Regions from separate parts of the Zea mays genome. Here regions 1 and 2 are each linked to region 3. A link is a contact called in public Hi-C data. All regions are on one chromosome and are shown on one strand. Each heading gives the region's core, a stretch centred on a gene start, on an enhancer-like site or on the middle of the called end of the contact. The rest is flanking DNA. Distances are from core to core; before and after follow the strand shown. Region 1 holds the start of LOC100383061. Region 2 holds the start of LOC103641402 (cytochrome P450 CYP99A1). Region 3 holds the start of LOC103641401 (AT-rich interactive domain-containing protein 2).

What was found. A called contact is a pair of places that touch in the nucleus more often than the background predicts.
Region 1: a Hi-C map of bundle sheath shows a contact between it and region 3, with 2.6 times the contacts expected there. The contact joins the promoter of LOC100383061 here to the promoter of LOC103641401 in region 3. A contact is called at or near these places in 9 of 25 Hi-C or Micro-C datasets (bundle sheath, ear, leaf and 1 more).
Region 2: a Hi-C map of leaf shows a contact between it and region 3, with 2.7 times the contacts expected there. The contact joins the promoter of LOC103641402 here to the promoter of LOC103641401 in region 3. A contact is called at or near these places in 9 of 25 Hi-C or Micro-C datasets (ear, leaf and tassel).

The regions. Positions count from the first base shown.
Region 1 is chr10:93,585,433-93,588,814 of Zm-B73-REFERENCE-NAM-5.0, reverse strand. LOC100383061 reads left to right here and starts at 1,573. Exons shown (of 5, transcript NM_001175737.1): 1 at 1,573-1,815; 2 at 1,920-2,009.
Region 2 is chr10:93,556,672-93,560,283 of Zm-B73-REFERENCE-NAM-5.0, reverse strand. LOC103641402 (cytochrome P450 CYP99A1) reads right to left here and starts at 2,253. Exons shown (of 2, transcript XM_008664757.4): 1 at 942-2,253; 2 at 125-857. The coding sequence starts at 1,853. The coding sequence ends at 219.
Region 3 is chr10:93,397,045-93,400,371 of Zm-B73-REFERENCE-NAM-5.0, reverse strand. It overlaps LOC103641401 (AT-rich interactive domain-containing protein 2), which reads right to left and starts at 1,932. Exons shown (of 2, transcript XM_008664756.4): 1 at 883-1,932. The coding sequence starts at 1,590.

The DNA.
Region 1 (3,382 bases), core at 324-2,823, 190 kb before region 3:
GGCTCTGGGGGCTGGTCCATGCATGGTTGAGGGAACGAGACAATGGCAGGTGCTGGGTGCATGCACTAGCGCAGGCGAGATCCGTAGGCGTGGGTGGCTGTTTTCATGCGCGAGCGTGGGAGAGGGACAAAGGCGGGGGCACGATGGGGGCATAAAGGGTGTGGACACATTCTTTAGGGTCATAATAGAGTAAAATAATACTTTGATGCACATGACACATTAAATCATGGTCATCCATCCAAATCTAACATTTTCTGGTTGTGCTCTATATTTTGTAAAGACCACCTTTCACTATTACCATCCACCATTTTTACTCTGCTTAGATGGTGTTTTTGCAAAATACATAGGGCAACAAGAGACATTAGATCTAATATGGATAATCATTATTTAATATATTGACAATGTGCAACAAAATGATTTAAAAAAAGTAAAATACATTAGTGGTCTTCGAACTTGTCACGTTATGTCACTTACGTCCTCAAACTCTCGAATCCAGGATACTGACGTGGCGTGCCACGTTGGAGTCATCCGAACATGGCATGCTGCATCACTTGGGTCCCACACTTCCATTAGTACGCCCCCAGCGCCAATTTGATTAAACCTGATTTTAAATGGGCCAACCAAATTATAACATCTATTTTTCGAGTTTCAAGAGCTTGTGAACCTAAGTAGCACAGCAGGCTAAATTCGAGGATCATTGATGCGTGCCTTATCGTGCCTCCGGGCTCCATGTTTATTAGAAAATGCATGTCTATTCACAACCTTCTAGCCGTGAGTCTCGACTAGGGTGGTAATAAATCTCGATTTAAATGTTTCACGATTAGTTTGAATCCTTAATTAGGTTTAATTAAAAATGAATACAAATAGAGCTTGATTCTTGTATAATCTGATCTTTACTAAGTGTTTATGACTGCTCTAGGTTTTAGCTTCAGTGTGAAGTTAGAGTTTATAATATAAATTTAAATATTTTTAAAAAATTATTTTTAATCTAAATAATAAACAAAATAACTCATTTAAATGTCTTCTAAAAGTTAACTACTTTAATTTCACGATTTTCTAAAGCTTTTATTTACTCGCTTAGCCAACTTCATAATTTTTAAAGCTAAAGCAGTATAAAACAGAGCTTTAGGCTATCTCCAGAAAAAACATACATCTACCATTTACATAGCAGAGCTTGAAAAGAGTTAGATAGACAGTATGATAGAGAGAATGCTAGAGCCAGAGATGAATGCTCGGTATACTTACTTTTGAGAAGGAAGCTAATATGAACACTAAATCCAGAAGAAAGAAGCTTTTTTATTTTGAGAGATGAATTCAAAGAGAGAAGGTTGTAGAAGGTAAGTAACCCGATGCGCGTTCAAATCCAACAAAAACGTCCAATAAAATGACAGAAGATGCATATTATTCTATCGTAGCTGGGGCTAAGAAACTATAACATATTCTTTATTTCTCATCATCTATCTTACCTACTATTTTAAAATTTATTCTACAAATAATATCAAAAAGTGTCATTCAATTTTACACTGTCCACCCATGCCCCCCGTATAGTCCTGACCCACCGCTTCTCCTCCGTGCTGTCCGGTGCTCCTCGTCGGGCGCTTCGCTGCCGCCTTGCAATTGCAACCCACGGCAAATGCTGCTCGACGATGAGCGAGGCTAGCAGGAGCCACCTCCTCACCTGGATCGATGGCGGCCGTTCATCTCGGCTAAGATCCAAATCTCGGCATCGGCGGCACCCCTCGACTCTCCCCACGCCCCTAGCCATCCTAACTGCGACCGTGGATGAAGATCTCAAAGAATCTTGGAGGTGCAGCGGTGAGAAGCACGGCCTACTCCTTTCCTTCTACTACGTCTAGTGTCGCTGCACTAAGGGGCCCCATCGAAGCAACGAGCTTGACCGCTTCTGCTTGCCCGTGTAGGGATGACAGCGTAGGGAGGCCCAATGGTGTGATGTAGCGAGTCCTAACGGTGCTCGGATCGGGGCGGATGGCCCCCAGTCTCGGCAGGAGGTGAGCTCATGGAGTACCTCCCATCGCTACAGACCCAATCCCAGTTAATTCGCCTTGGTAGTCTTATGCATTCAATTCGATAGGGCCAGGTCATTGTGTGCGTTTTTTCCCCGCACCTGCATGTAGGCTGACTAAAATTCTGTGACTGTATGGGTACTAATTATCATCTAGTTGTTTGTGGAATCGGTTTTCCTGCCCCAGTTTTACCTCTATTTGACCTGCTAGTGAAAGCATTTGGAGATTTTCTTTTAACCCACCGTGGAGCGCATTCATGGCTGAATGATGGTAGTAGGTTACCTGCTGTTGTGCTCGATACCTTGAACCTCTAATAGTTAGTACATCTTCCATATTTGGGACAATAACAACGATTGACACATAAATCCTTTACCTCCTCAAATAGCTTCTCAGTTCTCCCAACCAGTCTCCCTTGCACCATTAATTTTCTGTTCGATGCATTTTTCTCAATTGGTTTTCGATGCCTAGCATCTGCAGCATCTCGGCAATCAACCTCTGCGCCAAAACCTGTCAATCACACCCAAAACCCCTGGATAATCCCACCCAACTCACCATACAACTGCACCCTTGTCAACTACGGAACACCCCTACCACCATTTCCACAATTACCCAACTTCGAACCAGCAACACCAAACCTATAACAATCAGCTCGACGACAACCATTAAAAAAACTCGATCTGCGGGGGTTAAGACCGCCCCATGGCATTACAACTAAGAAGAAGACCTCATGCAGGTCAAGAAAACCCCCCAAACCCCTATCCCACTAATACACAACTGTGCTGTAGCCCATGTGAGAACGATCGCGACCGGGGCCGGACCTTAGGCCTGTGTTTTGGCGTGGGACAGACGAGGTGATTTTTTTAACCCCGTCCTGAAATTCTCTCCCACGGCTACTCAGACCACCTAACTAACTAGGCTAGAGACCCTTTCGCTCGACGGCAACCATTACACTTTTCACCACCAAAGTCGCGCACCTTTGTAATCCTACATAGTAACAAACCTGCAGACCCCGCCTTAAATGTGAAATCCACACCTCGCCTTACCTTTTCCACCACCAATATAACAACTTCGGCAACAACAACAACAAATTAAGAATGAACTGATTACTCAGGTCACCGTCTACAACTCGAGATATACCTTTGGAGTCATCCTCGCCATATCAGGCAACATAAGGAGAACACGAGGAGGGTGCACCATCGGGCCACCGAGGGCTCCCACAAAAACTCTTAATTGTCACATATCCCTAGAACCTTGGCAGCCTAAAGTGGGCACCACCTACCTTCGCACACACAAACTCTTCAAAGATTCGCACAAATGCTCCGCCAACTCTCATAGAGCATCCACCCCCTTTGGCGACA
Region 2 (3,612 bases), core at 1,004-3,503, 160 kb before region 3:
TGTATGTAGAAATACGATTTCTAGTGTCGGTTTATTAAGGAACCGTCACTAGAAATAAAATAGACGGTTGATAACCGAATTCGCCTGTAAAAATATATGGTCCTGCAGCCTTTTAGCCGTTTTGTATCGGTGCATCGAGGAAGTGTATTTTTTATGAAAATGATAACAATATATCAAAAGTGACAGCTTTTATTCAGTAAATCAGAACAACACCAACATCAGCTCTCGATCTCCTTGCACGGTGACGCAACCAGATGCAGGTGGTTTCTTCTCCGCATGGTCGAACCAACGACGGTGTCCATGTCCAGCTCGTCAGGCCGCATTCCATCCGGGAGGCTCCAGTCGAAGTAGTAGAGCAGCCGCGCAACCATGAGCTCCAGCGCGGCGAGGCCAAAGGTGTTTCCAGGGCACATCCTCCTGCCGCTCCCGAACGGGATATACTCAAACTGAGACCCTACGTAGTCCGCCGCCGCGGCGACGCTAGTGTCGTCGGCGAATCTCTCCGGCCAGAACTCCTCCGGATGCTTCCAATGCTCGGGGCTCCTCGCCAACGCCCACGCGTTGACGATGACCTTGGTGCCCTGGGCCACCTCGAAGCCGCCGACGTCGCACGTCTCCCGGCAGAGACGAGGAAGAAGGAGAGGGAACACCGGGTGCAGCCTCAGGCCCTCCTTCACCACCATCCTCGTGTAGCTGAGCTTGTCCATTTGCCCTTCGTGGTCTTGCGGGCTCTTGCCGTCGAGCACTCGGCGGACCTCGGCTTGCGCCTTGGCCATTGCCTCCGGGTTCCTCATCAGCTCCGACATGATCCACTCCGCGGCCGACGACGTGGTCTCCGTCCCGCCGGCGAGCATGTCCTGATGATCGATGAGCAAGAATTGACTTTTTGAACTAGAAAGACAAGATTCAGCAGCACCATATATATATTTCACCGCACTTACAAATAAGATTGCTTTGATACTAGTCATGCTGATGCCGGTCTCCCCCTCGTCTCGGATCCTAAGCAAGACGCTGAGAAGGCCGTCGCCATCTCCGTTCGTTGTCCCGGTCGTCGTCTTCGCCTGTCGCTGCCGTGCCTCACACTCGGCGATGATCTTGTCAAATATGCCGTCGAGGTGCCGGCGCGCTCGCCACAGCCGTCGTGTCAACCCAGTGACGACGTCCACGAACGACAGGGACGGGAAGAGGTCCCCGGCGCAGAACCCGCCACCGTACAGCACCGCCACGTCGACGACCGACATGAGCTCGTCGCCGCACAGCTGCCCAAACGTCGCCCTGCCGGTGATCGCCATCGAGCAGGACAAAACCAGCCTGCCCAGATTGACCGGCTCTCCGCTCTGGCCGCCGGCAGCCCGGACCTTCCTGACCAACGAAATGGTCTCGCTGTCACGGACGGCCAAGAGCTGCCGCACCTTGTGTGTGCTGAGCAGCTCGGACATGCAGAGCTTGCGCAGCATCCTCCAGTAAGCGCCGTACGGCGCGAACGACATGTCCATGCTTCCGTAGAGGATGATGTCCGCCACGAGCAGGTTCGGCCGCGACGCGAAGGCGACGTCCTTGTCCCGGAGCACCTCCTGTGCCGCCGCGGGCGAGGAGATCACGACGGCGTCGATCTGGCCCAGACGCAGGTACATGACGGGTCCGTGCTTCCTGGCCAGATCCCGTAGCGCGACGTGCGGCTGCGAGGTGGCTAGGTGGAGGAGGTTTCCGATCAAGGGGAGACGCCATGGGCCTGGAGGCCGCTTCTTCTTGGGGCCTGGTGAAGGTTTGCGGCGGCTAAGTGAGCACACAACAAGGATAGCCGCTGAGATGATAGTAGTTAGGAAGAGGAGGGTGTCTGAGTTTAGTTCCATGTTGATGGCATAGTTCGCATTCGTTTCGGCCCCGTTCGGCAGACGTGGATCAAAAACAGATCAGTAACCAATCCAGTCCAGGATTGAGTGGACACTTATTCCTGGTCACTCGTCCGTTTCTAGGCTGGGAACCAATCTAGAAGGTGGATTGTCCGTGTTTGTTCCAGGCCAAAGACTGAAGGGTTGACTCAAAATCATGTGGTTTCCTTTCCGGCCAACATCAAAACGAACAGTTCTACGGATTCCAAACCAGACTCATTAATTCTGTCTAGAATACGGCCAAGAACGGCCCAATCCGCTCAAAACGAACGAGCCCTTCCTGTTTTTCTCTGGGGAAGAAGAGCAGCTCATATATAATGGCATTCCCGGCCTAAGCTTGCATTATTGGGCACTAGAATACACTATGTACGTCTGTCTGACAGACTGACACACATCGGCTTCATAAACAATTGAACTGTATTGTATTATATGTTTCACGTGGACATCTCATCTTGTTCTTTTTATTCTTTTGAGACATTGTCTTTTATCCAATACAATAGGTTTTTGTCGGTGCTTCCTTTCGTTAGGCTTTTTTTTACTCTCGCATACTGCCAATATTTTTTACATAATAAAAGGAAAGAATAATGCTGCCAATAATAACTTTGTGGCAGTGACGGAGTCATGTTACATCACTTTTTTTACTCTCGTTGCTATGCTAACCAATATTTTTTACATAATAAAAGGAAAGAATAATGCTGCCAATAATAACTTTGTGGCAGCGACGGAGTCATGTTACATCAGTCACTGGTAGAAAAAAAGGCTCAAAACCTATGGAGCGATATAATTTTACAAGCGGACTCGGTTATCAACCACCTATGCTATTTTTAACTGTGGTTCCTTAAGAAAATCGTCACTAGAATCGTATTTCTACATACGGTTCTTTAAGAAAACCGCCTGTAAAAATCTATGATTTGTAGTAGTGGTTTTCTTAAGAAACCGCATATAGAAATCGATTTCTAGTGGCGGTTTTCTTATAGAACCGCCACTATAAATCATTTTTATCCTTAATTTTTTGAGTTTTTCAAACGACCTTGTATGATGAAACTATCAAAATAAAAGTTGTATATCACTAAAAGTTATGAAACTTTATAGTTGACAACTTTTTATTTGAACTGATTTCGGTTCTTAAAAATTAAATCTAAGTATGTCAAATTTAAAATTCAAAATTTGCAAACTATCTCAGATGAAAAAGTGTCAAAATGAAAGTTGTAGAACTTCAAAAGTTATTCAACTTTTTAGTTGACAACTTTTTTATTGAAATTTGTTTACGGTCTCAAACAAGCAATTTACACTTAGTTGGTTGTAATATGTGGACAAAAAAACTATAATTTAAATGCAAAGCATGCCATAGGCGGAGTGGTAGAGGAGGGTACGCGCGAGGGTGAGGTCGACAGTTCGATTCCTAACAGCCGCGTAGCCAGAATAATGTCGCGACTTCGACGAAGATGGTTTTTAAAACTCGTTTAATGTTTCTGAAAATAATTTTTACTAGCGTTTTTCACTGGCGGTCCACAGTTACCTGCCTATAAAAATGATGATTTCTACTGGCCCCTTGTACCGACGGTTCTAAGAAACGCCAGTGAAAATAGGTTCACAACCGTCATTATAGAACTTCTTTGTACTAGTGAGTGTTTCATCTATCGCGTCACCCAACAAACTTGAAAGTACTAAGAGATTACGTATTGTTACCATTAGACATGCAACGTCGCAGAAGAAGAGT
Region 3 (3,327 bases), core at 683-3,182:
TGCTTATGAAGGGCTCTTCCAGGGATCGTGCTCCTTTCTTCACCACAAAAGAATCTGGAAATCCTGGATGCCACCCAAGTGCCATTTCTTCCTGTGGCTGGTGGCACATGATAAATGCTGGACTGCTGATAGGCTGCAGAAAAGAGGCATGAACCATCCGGCTAGGTGCCCTCTTTGTGATCAAGAACCTGAAAGCGTTGATCACCTGCTGGTTTCCTGTGTGTTCTCAAGAGTTTTCTGGTATAGGCTTTTGAGAAAGTTTGGGTTACACAGCTTATCCCCTCAGCAAGTGGAGCCTTCCTTCCTTGGTTGGTGGGAGAATTCCTCGGCTCAGGTCCTCAACATGAGAAAGAAAGGACTGGACTCCCTTGTTGCTTTAGGGGCCTGGATGATTTGGAATCATAGGAACAAGGTGGTGTTCGATGGAAGGACCCCCTCTATCTCCTTCCTTCTTCAAGCTGCTGAGGATGAACAGGAGACGTGGCGGCTGGCTGGTGCCAAGGGGCTTTCCTTTTTTGCCAGCCAAACTACCTAGCTCCTAGGGCTGTAGTGTTTTTTGTCCAGTTTTATGGATAGCTTTGTGTATGCTTGTTTCTGGCCTCCATAAGGAGTGCTTGTACCTAGGTCCTTATGGCCCTTTATTTTCCCTCTACTTTAATATATGGGTGCGCAGTCCTCCTGCGCTCTTTCGAGAAAAAAAATACTTAATGTATGTGTTTTATTTATGTGTCTACATTTATCTTCATCCACTTGAATATGGACATAAAAAGCAAGAGCTAAAACGAATATTATTTTAGAACGAAGGGGGTATTAAAATGCAATGAGTTAACGTCAAATTGTAAAACGTTTTGCCAACAAACTCTTCAAAGGTATTGAAATCACCTGAAAAAGTGAGGCGTCCAACATGCTTGCTCGGCGAGCCTTCTTCGTGGTAACCATCTTCCTGACCGCCAATGCCATTGAGAAGCACTCAGCCGACGACCCAGCAGAGACAGCAACATCATTGCCAGCATTCTCGGCCATCTCCCTCACCCAACCCAACATCCCAACCACGTCCCCCCTCTTCCTCTTAAGCATCACATGCCGCTGCTCCCTCCCATTGTAGCCCAGGAGCCCTTCTTCTCCCTCCACTCCATCGGTACCAATGAACAGCTCTTGCCTCTTCCTCATGTCGCCGTCCAAGAAGGGCCCATGTGCTTCCACGAGCCTCTGGATCCAGCGGTCTAGGGCACCAAGGTACTTGGCGTAGACCAGCTTGACGGGCGCCGCGAGGGCGGAGTCAATGCCAGCAGACTCGGCGGCGGCAGCCCAACCACCGGGAGTGTTGGGCACGCCGGCGTAGCCCCCTGCAGCGCGGACGGCCAGGAAGAGGCGGAGAAGGTCAACGCATCGTCCATTTCCAAGAGCCACGGGGATAGGCCGCGCCTCGCGGCCGCCGGTGTAGGCCTCGCGCAGGAACGTGGCGAGGACGGCGTCGAACGCCTCCGAGGGGTCGGAGGCCGCGACGGCGTCGGGGACCCGGAGATCGGCGCAGAAGCCGAGGGACTGCAGCTTGCTGAGGATGGCGAGGACGCTGGCGGCGGAGTCCATGGACCGGTGACCGGCGGCGAGGTCACGACGGTTGGCCGCGGTGGCGCATATTCTCCTTTTTTTTTCCTTTGTTTTGCCTTTTTTTTGGCTGTGGGTTGAGTATAGATAGAACGTTTAGTGTGGATTTATGTTTTTTTTCTTTTAACCTTCCTGTTTTTGAATGAAATTTGAAGGTTTGTTGTGTCCGTTCGATGCATAGGATACAGAGGATTTTTATGTGGGCCTGTGATGGCTTTGTCGCCTTGATGGGAGTAGTAGATGGGTTATGTGTTGAGTACTAAAAATATCTTCAATGGTCATATCTCATATCTTTTAGAATAAAAAATTAAGTGACCACTTAAAATGCTAACTAAGCGCTGGTCCCAATGATAGTAATTTTTACCATTGCAAACCTGAATGCTAAGGGCATGTACAGTGGTGTTTAATGTGGAGTCTCTTAAGGTGTTTAAGGGGGTTATTTGCAAAAAAATCTTAGAGCCGTCTCTCCGTGAAGAGACGCCTCTGGCTCGTAAACCAAGTAGCAACAGACGTCTCACTTCCCACTGTACGAATTTGTCGTCTGTTCTATCGATCTGATGCTATACAAATACATTTAATTCTGTATTTATTAATAGACTACGTTTATAGACACTCCATTGTACAATAGAGTCTCTTAGTTGTCTCCTGTGCTTGGAGAACCGTTTTGGTGTCTCTCCACTGTACATGCCCTAAAGATGGCAATGGTGACATGATATCAGATATTAGGTTATTGGCGAAGATAATTTTATTTGAGCTTATCTTCATTAAATATTCTGACACATAAGAAAATACGATGACATAACGATGATATAATAAGTAGAGAGATAAAGAAAGTTTTATACGAGATGAGGGAGTCTCATTTAAATGGAACTCAAGATGCATTTCGTAGTTAAAATTGATTTGACATTATTGAAATTATCTAATAAAACTATGCACTAAGAATAATCTTAAAATCTAAAGATTGAAGAGATGTCGGTTAGTATAACAACCAAATTTGATAAGTATTAGTTGCCTGTTAGGCATTACAATCCTTCTAGAACCTTGTTCTTTTAAAAAAATGAGCTTGCTGATGTGTCTTGTAGCGGCTAACTCGTAAAACCTATCAGATTTGTGAGGATAAGGCTACTAAAATCCTAGATTTATTAGGGTGTATTTGGTTCTGCTTTTAAAATCTACTTCTACTTTAAGAAAGCAGAAGCTGAACCAAATGGATTCAATTTTTTCGCAGCTACATTAAAAAAGCAACTTTTCTTTAGTACAAATTTGAAAGCACCATGAACACTACTTTGATGTTTATCGAAGTTCATTATATTAATAAATAAGCATGATAAATTTAAACTAAAATAGAATTAAAATAATTAAGTATTATAATAAATGAAATAAAAATATTTTTAATAAAAAATTTATTACAAATGGAATTAAAAACTTTATTTTAAAAAAAATCAGGAACACAAATGTGAAATTATTTTTTAAATTAAATATAATGATTAAGAGATATAATTAAACAGAGCGCATATAAACAATATAGAGTCTGTTTACATTGTATATAAACAATATAGAGTTTGTTTACATTGTACAACTCAGTAGTTTAAGCCAATCAGCTTTTTCTCATATTAGCTTTTTCACAGCGGACAGCTCGCAATAGTTTTTTCACAACTCACAGCTAAAACCGAACACACCCTCAGGTGATTTAATGATTGCAAGAGTTGCAAGTATAAG